Linked DNA regions of Sparus aurata: region 1 is linked to region 2. Evidence: chromatin contacts called from public Hi-C data. All regions are on one chromosome and are shown on one strand. The core of a region is the stretch at or near the end of the contact, and the rest is flanking DNA. Distances in the headings are between cores, read along the strand shown. Region 1 holds the start of stat5a (signal transducer and activator of transcription 5a). Region 2 holds the start of hcrt (hypocretin (orexin) neuropeptide precursor).

Region 1 (4,991 bases), core at 202-2,701, 130 kb after region 2:
GTCTTTATTTTAAAGACCAAACGTGAAAGCACCCATTCAAAAAACACGTTTAATCATATTTCAAGGAGCTTATTTTATGTTACAGCCGGACCAAAACAATTAACCTGCTGCCGTCGTTTGAACCAAAGTAATTACGGCTGAACAATTAATTGAGATTTTATCGCGAATATGTGGAACTATAACATCCAAACTGCAGAAGCTGCGAGGAAAGCTGCAATGTTTTCATCAATGTGTGTTAAAAACAGCATTTTAATGACGTACAGGCAGATCCTACAAATCTCACAGACTCATCAGATGATCAATAGCTTTTTCCACACCAGAAAATGAAAACTGTGATGCAAAACTCATACCGGGGTGCTCCAGTGCAGAGACAAAGGTTAATTTTTGTCACAGTTTTTCCTGTTTGCAATTATTTTACATCACGTGTTAAGAAGCTGGGAGCACCTAAATGATGTGCTGGTGCACCTAAATAAGAAAAGAAAAAAAAAGTTAGGCGCACCAGTGCAACTAGAGTGGACCTGAGCCCTGAATATCCATCTCTGCGTGTGAAGTCTTAATCTGTACATGAGCACAGAGGACAAGATCCCTCTCTGAGCTGTGGAGTAAAAGAAATATCCACCAGATTCTTGATGAAAGTGACTCAAACTGGACTCGCACGCGGCAGAGTTGAGGACGGTGCTGAACAAAAGCTCTCAGACTCTCTCACCTGTCAGACTCGTAAAGCGTTCCCATCACACCGCTATTAGGCTCATGAGAGCTGTAGAGCGCTCATTTACAAGACAGCGCCTGTCAACGCAGGCTGTGAGAGCTGCCACAGGTTATCGTCATGGTCCAATTTCAGCTGGCTTGGCACCTGAACGCCTCGTGTGGGTCACGCCGGGAGATAAACTCACACTTTACAGCAGAAAGGCAGCGAGAATCCAACAAGTTTAACACAGAAGCCACATGCGGCAAAGGCAGTGACAGCGCGCTCATGGCCACCAGAGACACGCCGTCAGTCCGTGGAGGTTATTATAGGAAGGGGGAGCTGCCTGTTGATTCAACAGTGTTCAGGGAAGAAGTCGCAAGAAAAAAAAAAAAAAAAAAAAAAACCTAACCCCCCCTCCCACCCGACGTGAAATTGTTTACTCCACGCATCCGTGTGCGGGGTTTCTTTCCTCCGTTGCGGTGCCACACTCGCAGTTTGTTTACAAAAGCGCTGTCAAGACTCTTCATTGCGCAACGGGGGACTTTCACCCCCCCTCCACGTTCACACGACACACAGTGTGGAAAAAGACGTGGAAAAGTGTCAGCCTTACCTCCGTGGAGCGACCCGAGCTGCTGTCCGTGCTCATAAAACGCGAAGCAGAGGCTGCGACAGGATCTCCCGGTCAGTCCGCCGCTCAGTCAGCCGTCTAGTTTGCAACAGTTCGCTTTAGTTCACTGCTCGCTCTCTCTCTCTCTCTCTCTCTCTCTCTCACTCACTCTCTCTCTCTCTCTCTCTCTCTCTCTCTCTCTCTCTCTCTCACACACACACACACACACACGCACACACACACACACACGCATAAACCGCCCACTTCCGGTGGCTCTTGAACGTCTGACAGGGTTCAACACTTTCCGCAGATTTCTGTCCCGCTGATCATCGATCGGTTTGGGAGAGCAGCGGTGGCTTCAGGCCGGAGGAGGCGATAAAAACAAGAGACACCGCGTTGTCACGTGTTGTATCTGCTGAACCCGGCTGTCTATTTATTCATTTTATAAGTATCTTTAAATTAATCAGCATTTATTTTTCTAGTTTTTTTTTAATTTATGTTCGCTATTCAAATTATAAATTATGATAATGATGATAATAGTAGTATTATAATGTTTTAATATTAATATTAAGACAATTATTAACATCTTCTGTATCTGCAGAAACATTATTTATTATTTCATTTTATATCATGTGTATCTTATGTTGATTTTTTTTTTAAATCGCATATTATTTCTGTTGACATTGTCTGAATTGACTGTCAGCGTTGTGCAGCATCATGTTAAATATTAAAAATGCTCATAAAAAACTATGATAATAAATACTGAATAATAATTACAATACTACTACTGATAATTATTATTCATATTTTGTGCATAGATAGATAAAAAGTGAGAGCACAATTTGGTGCAGGTCGCTGATCTCAGAATCACTTCTCTCTGGCTCGCTGTGATCAGAGCTGTTTGTCTGCCGCACTTACTTTAGAGGCAGACCGGTTGATTAGATTAAATCCAATCTAATGTGCATTCAATCTTCAATCCAACTCAAGAGCATCGCGCCCAAATCTGTCGCCCTCAGTCTGGAGAACAGCGACGCCGTCTGGTACAAAACGGATCTAGTATTTATTTTTTTTAAAAAATGTTTTACTTGAAAATCACACAAAATCAGACTTGTTGGTTCAGGGTTCAGGGACCATATGTGTGAGCTAGATACATTTAAATTAATGCACGCACAAACACACACACACACACACACACACACACACACACACACACACAGGGGAGATGTGGTGACAGGAACCAAAGATAAACCTGCCAAAATTAATTAGAGGATAGTGTTGGCCTGAGGCACATGCAGACACATGAGAGCCACACATTGTTGTCAAGGCCGCGATGTGAGCACATGATGATTGTTGGAGAAAAGTGTTTTGATCCCTGACTTTATTAAAACGCTGGTAAATTCTCCTTTTACAAGTTAAAGCCGTGGTATCAACATGCTTGCGTGCAGTGGTGTTTGCAGGAGGATTAGCTCGAGTATGAAGAGTGTGTGTATTGTAAGGTAGAAATAAGAATAAAATCACATACAAAACTAGAATATAATTATGATTTCTGTCTGGTATCAAAATGTCTTCCTTCTTCACAAAGAACATTGTTCTATTCCATTCTTTTCTCATGGGCTTAACAGTTTAGTTCAAATTGATTTAACTATTTTATTTTCAGACTGATTCACTGAAGTTATAAACTCGAGTTCTGCTAACTTGATTAGGACTTAAATGAGTTGAATGAAGACCCAGTACAGACTACAATCTGTAGGCACATGATCATCTTATTAGCTTATTAGCTTTAATGACCTTCCCAGCATGCATTGTTTCACCCTAAAACTCTCCTGTTCCCCTTCAGTTTCACACTTTGAAGAAAGCTCACAAGATGAAAACTTGCTGTGTGTCTTCAGTAGGCCGCATTTTGAGATTAAGTCACGGTTGTTTACTTTCATCATAATGAAAACATTGCTCACGATGATAAAGGTCAGTACTGAATTCAGTCTTTCATTTCAAAAAGCTTTTTGGGAGAGATTTCATTGCTGAAGAAACAAAGTAGCTTCATCAGACACAGTTGCAGCCGACATTAAACAGTAATAATATGTCAAAGCTTCAATAAATAAACTGGATATTTTAGGTAGATTGAATTGTAGATGAAGAATATACAGCGTGTGACCTCCAGCTGAATTTATGCCTCAACCAGAGAATTCAGTAGAACAGGAGTTATGATGAAGTTACATAAACTAAAACACAACTGACAAGTGAATTTGCTTTGAATCATTACAAAATTACCACAACTTGTCTACCCAAATTCAGTCAGCATAAAATATAGAGCAGCCCGGACACTAACTTTTATGAGATGGGACATTATTATTTGATTAAGAGTACCTCATAATGTACTTTGTTAGAATCTGTGTCATGTGTGTCTAATCAGACAAAAAAGTCCACAGTTTGTTTTCAATGTTGCTGTTGACAGTAATTAAACTGAAAATCCCCCCCCGTGTCATGCTGCAGAAAATAAATGACTTCATTTTCCCACATCTATGTCAAAAGTCATCATTCATATTAGCAGTTTCTCTCTCAGACACACACACACACACACACACACAGAGCCAGCCGAGCCGGTCCCCACGCGCATGCACGCACACACACACACACGCACACACACACACACACACACTGCACCCTGTTGAAGCTCCATCGATTCTTCAGATTGATAGGCTGCAGGCATCAACCAAAGGCTGACAGTTGCTTCCTCAGACAGCTGAGTCAGCAGCTGCTGACGGTAATAACTGTACATCTCCACACCCCCTCTTCTCCTCAAACCACTGTGTTCATTTCCTATCACCGAGACAAACAAGTCACACGAAAGCAAGCAAGCAGTGTGGAGCAGAGAGGCCAAGTGATGCAGAAACTGCTTCCTTACTGTCACTGCCGCTTTATCTCAGCTGTCACGTACTCTCCAGACGGACCCATGGGAATCCCGGCCGTCACGCTCGTGCTGATGGCATCAGTGCAACATTATGGCTGAAGATGTAGTGGAGCTGCACACGTGCTAACATGGAATTTCCAGTCAGGGAAGTCCAGCGATCCCCTAATCAAGAAATCTGTCATCTGAGGCAGAAACAGGCACAGCTCGTTGGACTCAAAGTGAAAATGGGAAGTGCAATGACAGGTCACCTCTTGTGCATATATAGCATTCCAATTACAGCAACTACACGAAAAAATAACCTTTCAGATTACGGCTGATACTGCCTTTTGAAAAAAAAAAATGCAATTATTTCCAATCAGCAGCAATTATAAATCTAAAGGCCCTCTTACAGTTTTTTTCCCTTCTCTTCATCACCACCTTTATTCTCTCAAACTCTGGAATTTTATTTGGATTTTGTTTAGATACCAATAAAAAATTGCCGCATTGTGTTGATTTTCTGTGTTGCATGTCAGTTAGCCTTGATGTTTTTTGTAGATGACTCAGTCTTTTCCCCTTTTTTTTCACAGAAAAACCATCTTTACGACATTACACCTCATCTCTTTTTCCCCTCCAGCAGGCTTTGCCAGATGAACGGAGGCCCTGAGTTAACTGCTTGCATATAACTCATAACCTTTTGCTTTATTGCTTCTCCTAAATCTTTGGAGTTCCTCTCCGGTAATGATCTGTCGTCATTGGTTTCCTCGTCTACGGTGGTACATTTCTTCGTGCATTTCCCTCTTTCCTGGTGC
Region 2 (4,802 bases), core at 1,940-4,439:
AATACATTGATTAATGGTGATCACTTAATATCCCCAAGGTTATTGGTGTAAATCAGTCTTTGTTTAATATCTTGGTGAGCAAATGTGAAAACATTATAGTAGAACAGTTAAATATAGATTATCATGATCCTCCACATCATCGCCTTCCTCCCTTTTAATCATATCAGCACCATCTTGTGGTCTTCTTTACTCTCACACTGTGATCCGCTTTCAAGCAGGAGCTGAGATGCTGGGCTTTGATTCGGTGTAACTGCACCAGTTAATTGGGGAGTGGGGGAGGAACAACAATTCTCATATCGCCCAAACTGCACTTTGGAAGTGGACTTAAGGTCACTGTAGGCAGTTTCCAGCTGCTCTTTAGATTTTGAACCAAGTGAAAAAATGTCTCGCTCTTTAGAGAGTTTAATCCCTACAAGTTACAGACATCCTGTATTCTTTTTCCTAAAACCGACACAGTTTTAAATCAACCTGTTGCACCTTGAAGTTTTTTGATTCTCAGCCTTTTTGTCACAGTAATAGACTCTATATAGGAAAGAATTAGAGTAAAAAAAGAAAAACCTGATTTCAGTCAGGTTGACACAACATCAGCTACTTGCATCTGCTTGTTGTCAAATGCTTCAGTGATGTCAGGAAGCTGATGGATTCTGAGCGCTTCCTTAATATAACCTGTAAGAAATGTTTAGCTCTAATCCAAGGAAACCCAAAGATGTGTTGACAGCGTTACTTTTTTTTTTATTACACCACAATGTCGTCTCCATATATGTACAATATTTCACATGTTTCCTGCACCACATTCAAAAAGGCACTATTCAAAGAAAATCACAAAATTGTTTTCTACACGACAGAAATGTACATTTTATAAATTCACTAAATAAGTCCCATACTCTCTCACAATGAAGTATTTAGCTCAGCACAGGCGTTGTGATGGTAGTTCCTGACTGAGACATCCAGTCCATGTACTGCTGCGCCGCCCTCTCTTCAGTCCTCTTCCCCATGGTCAGGATCCCTGCTGCCTGGTTGGAGCCATGGAGGAGCTGGTGGAGTCGGCTCTGCAGGCGATCCTCTTCGTCTCTGCGTTTACCCAGAGTGAGGATGCCGGCGGCGGCGTCTCCGGTCAGCGGTCCCCCTGAGGTCCTGCTGCCAGAGCGACACAGCAACACGTAGAGGCGACAGGAGCGGGCTGGTTGTCTGCAGCACTCAGACATGCTGTGAGCATCACATGCCAGTTGAGACAGCAGCAACATCAACACCAGCACCAGGACCTTCTGCTGGGCAAAAGAGATGTGTTCATACTGATACAAGATGACGACAGGAACAGAATTATTTATCTGCATGTCTTTGAAATGTCAATCTTTTTTAATAAGTATGTTTTACACATGTATTACAAGCTGCTGAGCAGTTCTTATTGATCAATTAATACAGAAGCCTGAATCAGGGATGGATAGACAAACTCCTAAGAATAAAAACTGAATTCATAATAAGATGATGCTCATTTATATTTATAAACACAATTCAATCCCAGTCTTGAGTCATGGATACACAGAGTCTCAGCAGGACCAGCTGTTAGGGTAATGGTACTACACACGATTATTGATCTACACACAAAGAACATGGATCATCACTTAATCTCTATTAATATCTCACTGACATTTACATGCTAATACCTTAATCTCTTGTCATAGTGGTATTACATAACAAAATCATTTCCAAGCTAATAAAATGCATTTTGTTTTGTTAAATGCATGTCATGTGCATCTATAGTAGATTATCTGGTTTTACTGATCTGCCTAAATTTCAGAAAAATTATTATTTTTGTTTATGTTGATAGAAGAACAAAAAAGCGGAAATACTATTTAAAGTCACTGAATAAAACGCCTGATGCCTGCTCAGGAAGTTTATCGACCTTTTCCTCCTTTGATTATCTACTCTGCCATCCGCACTTCCCTCATTACGATGCCTAAAATAAAATAAAAAACCACTTTAAACATAAAGTGAAATCTCTGATGTCAAGTACTCATTACAAATGCAATATATATATATATATATATATATGTTGTTTTTTGTACATAAACTTTTGATACGTAGAAACACAACAAATGTATCAAAATACTTCTACCTCTTCTACCTCCGTCTTGATGAGGTCAAAATAATGTGGAAATGTGAAGGAAACAATTCTTGAGAAAAATTGATATAGAAGTAAAAAGACAAGGTCACAAACAAACTCCTACACTAATACAACTTTTAAAACAGTGATTTTGCAAATTCCTCACTAGTTTTTAGATTTAAAAAAAAAAAAATCTAACTCGGGTTGTCTTACCCTGTTAGACGTGTCCATCCCAGTAGCCTTCTGGAAACTGGTGGGGAGCCACATCATCTTCTGGCCAGTGTGAGGTGGAGTCATCTGATCCTCTGATGTGCCGGGGAAAATGACAAGTGTCTTTTATATTGTTCTGTGATGTCCACACCGATGGACGTCACTGAGGGCCAACCACAAACACAACCAATAATTCTCTTGCTCATTTGAAGGGCTGATGTCTAGCTCTTTGCCGTTAATTAGTCTCCTGAGGTAGATCATCTCCTAGGCACTTCTCTGGACCTTTGACGAACTGCAGGTATTTCTTTGTGGCCGCATGCCAAAGGTCTACGAGGACATGCCATGATAATGAGTGCTGACGGACACAAGTTAATTAGCTAATGTATCCTATGAGTTCTATAATATAAATATAGAGAACGCCCGGATGCCCTTTCTCAGTTTGTAATGACAAGCTATTTCAAAAGCCATGCTAATGAGGTTCTGGGGGCTTTTTTTCCTCTAAGACACACCAAGAGCAGTTTTGTGTGTTTTTCTTGCTCCTACAAAAAGTGTGTGCTGATGACGTGAGCAGGGTTGACGGATCCATGACACCCAAAACTTGGAGTAGGCTCATTTCTTGTTATACTGTCGGCTTTATAAACTGTCTCTCTCATTAGTCGACATAGCAGGATGACAAAAATCATTTGAAAGCATTCATTGACTTTCAGATTGTTGCTTCTCTTCCTTTCTTCCTCACAGCCACTTACTTAATATCTGTTGCCATCTTATGGACAACAGGGAGCACTGCTCTAAATAGACAAACTCATGCGTGATATGATAAACGGCCTACTTCTCGTTTCTTCAGAACAAAAGAATTTTAGATCGGCAGAATTAACAAGTGCATCGCAGTGCGTCAAAAAGGAATCGATAAAGCTTTTGGAAGGCTTTATTGATTTGCTTGGGGTTCGCCGTCACAGCCGCTTTCAAAATGCTCCAAAGAGCCCGTGACGTCCGTATGAATGCAATCGAAAAAGCCATTCTGTGAATGTGAATCCTGCGTTACTTAAAGTATTTTCAGCAAAAATGTCGCTCCACGTGCCGATTGGTAAACTGCTGAATGACTAAACGGGCATATTTCACTTCCTTGTTATAGACATTAAAGAGGAATGAATGAGAGGAGACAGGATAAACAATGAAGCCAGTTTTAATGGGCCACTTAAAGGAGCTTTTACAGAATCCACACTCACTTTGCAGTGAAACACATGTCAGGTTATTGTTTTGACCCTCATGTTCGTGGCACTAACCCGTAATCCCTCGTTCCGGTCCCACATGCACTGGTTGTCCTGATCGGCACCACAGAACAACAGGTGTCAAATCACTGTCTATGCGGAAGTTACTGTTAAAAAAAGAATCTGAATATCAATAGAACTAACAACAATTATTATAATAGCAATCATTAATGTCCATGTCTGCAAGAATTATTATAGCAATATATGTTCCTTTTACATTTTACATACAGTTTACATCTATATCCATTTTATTTTGTGGTTTTTATCGACAGCAGTACCATGTTCCTGTTGACCCTCGACCTCTAACAGGCCGGGGTCACATATAACATTTGTGATTGGCTGGTGAGCTCCGCCACTTTTTCGGACGTGGGCCAGCTCCACCCTGGGGGCCGAAACACCAAGTCACGTAACGTCACACACACAGCCCCTGGGGAGGAGACGGGGAGACCCATTTGGGGGAGAGTCCAGGAATGCCGGAGAACTTAAATCCTAAGGAATGACACCGGAGATGTGTGGGGGCTCGATGGAGGGCGACGGCGGCGAAGGGTGCGAGAAGTGCATCGATGTGACTGAACGCACAAACAGCTGCAGTTTTTTTTTTTTTTTTTTATTCCCCTATCTCATCCCTACAGCTCCCTGGTTTGTGCTGTAATGGTCGTCTGTGACTCCTACAGAGCTCAGCCTGGTCGAGCTGCTCTAAAAATGAAAAAGGAGTGGGGGGGTGGGGGGTTTGTACTTAACATTATGGTTCAAATGTAGGGGGGGGAGGAGTGTGAGCGTGACAAAATAAAAGCTCAAAGACATGCCAAGGAGTCTCTGGAAACCAAAAGGCAATATGTGACAGAAAATGCCAATGTGAGGTAAAGCCTGTACCCACAGAGCTAGAGTACATAGTGGAGGGGCATGTAACTAGCACTGCCCAGAGAGAGACACATCTAACTCACTGATCCGTCTGCTCAACACAGTCCTATGCAGTAGCACACGCCAGAAGTTTGTGAACGCGCAAGAGAAAACAGAGGAGACCTAAACTTCTTGGCTCAGATGGAAGATTATCTTCCACATCGGCGAGAAAAGTAAACATTAGCTCTTCCAGTTTTTTCTACCCCTTTGGAAACGTGTTACTGAAGTGTGAGGTCTCTCTTTATTTTCTCCTTTCAGACTTGTGTTTCACTTCTAACGCGACGAGCCTTCCTCAGCATCATCATCTCTTTAATCCTCTC

What was found. A called contact is a pair of places that touch in the nucleus more often than the background predicts.
Region 1: a contact with region 2 is called in a Hi-C map of an unstated tissue, with 5 times the contacts expected there. The contact joins the promoter of stat5a here to the promoter of hcrt in region 2. A contact is called at or near these places in 2 of 2 Hi-C or Micro-C datasets (skeletal muscle and an unstated tissue).

Annotation. Positions count from the first base shown.
Region 1 is chr23:22,102,294-22,107,284 of fSpaAur1.1, forward strand. stat5a (signal transducer and activator of transcription 5a) reads right to left here and starts at 1,452. Exons shown (of 20, transcript XM_030406724.1): 1 at 1,299-1,452.
Region 2 is chr23:21,966,984-21,971,785 of fSpaAur1.1, forward strand. It overlaps hcrt (hypocretin (orexin) neuropeptide precursor), which reads right to left and starts at 3,190. Exons shown (of 2, transcript XM_030407441.1): 1 at 2,318-3,190; 2 at 747-1,265. The coding sequence starts at 2,401. The coding sequence ends at 903. It overlaps LOC115575401 (inactive phospholipase C-like protein 2), which reads right to left. Exons shown (of 6, transcript XM_030407439.1): 6 at 3,480-4,802.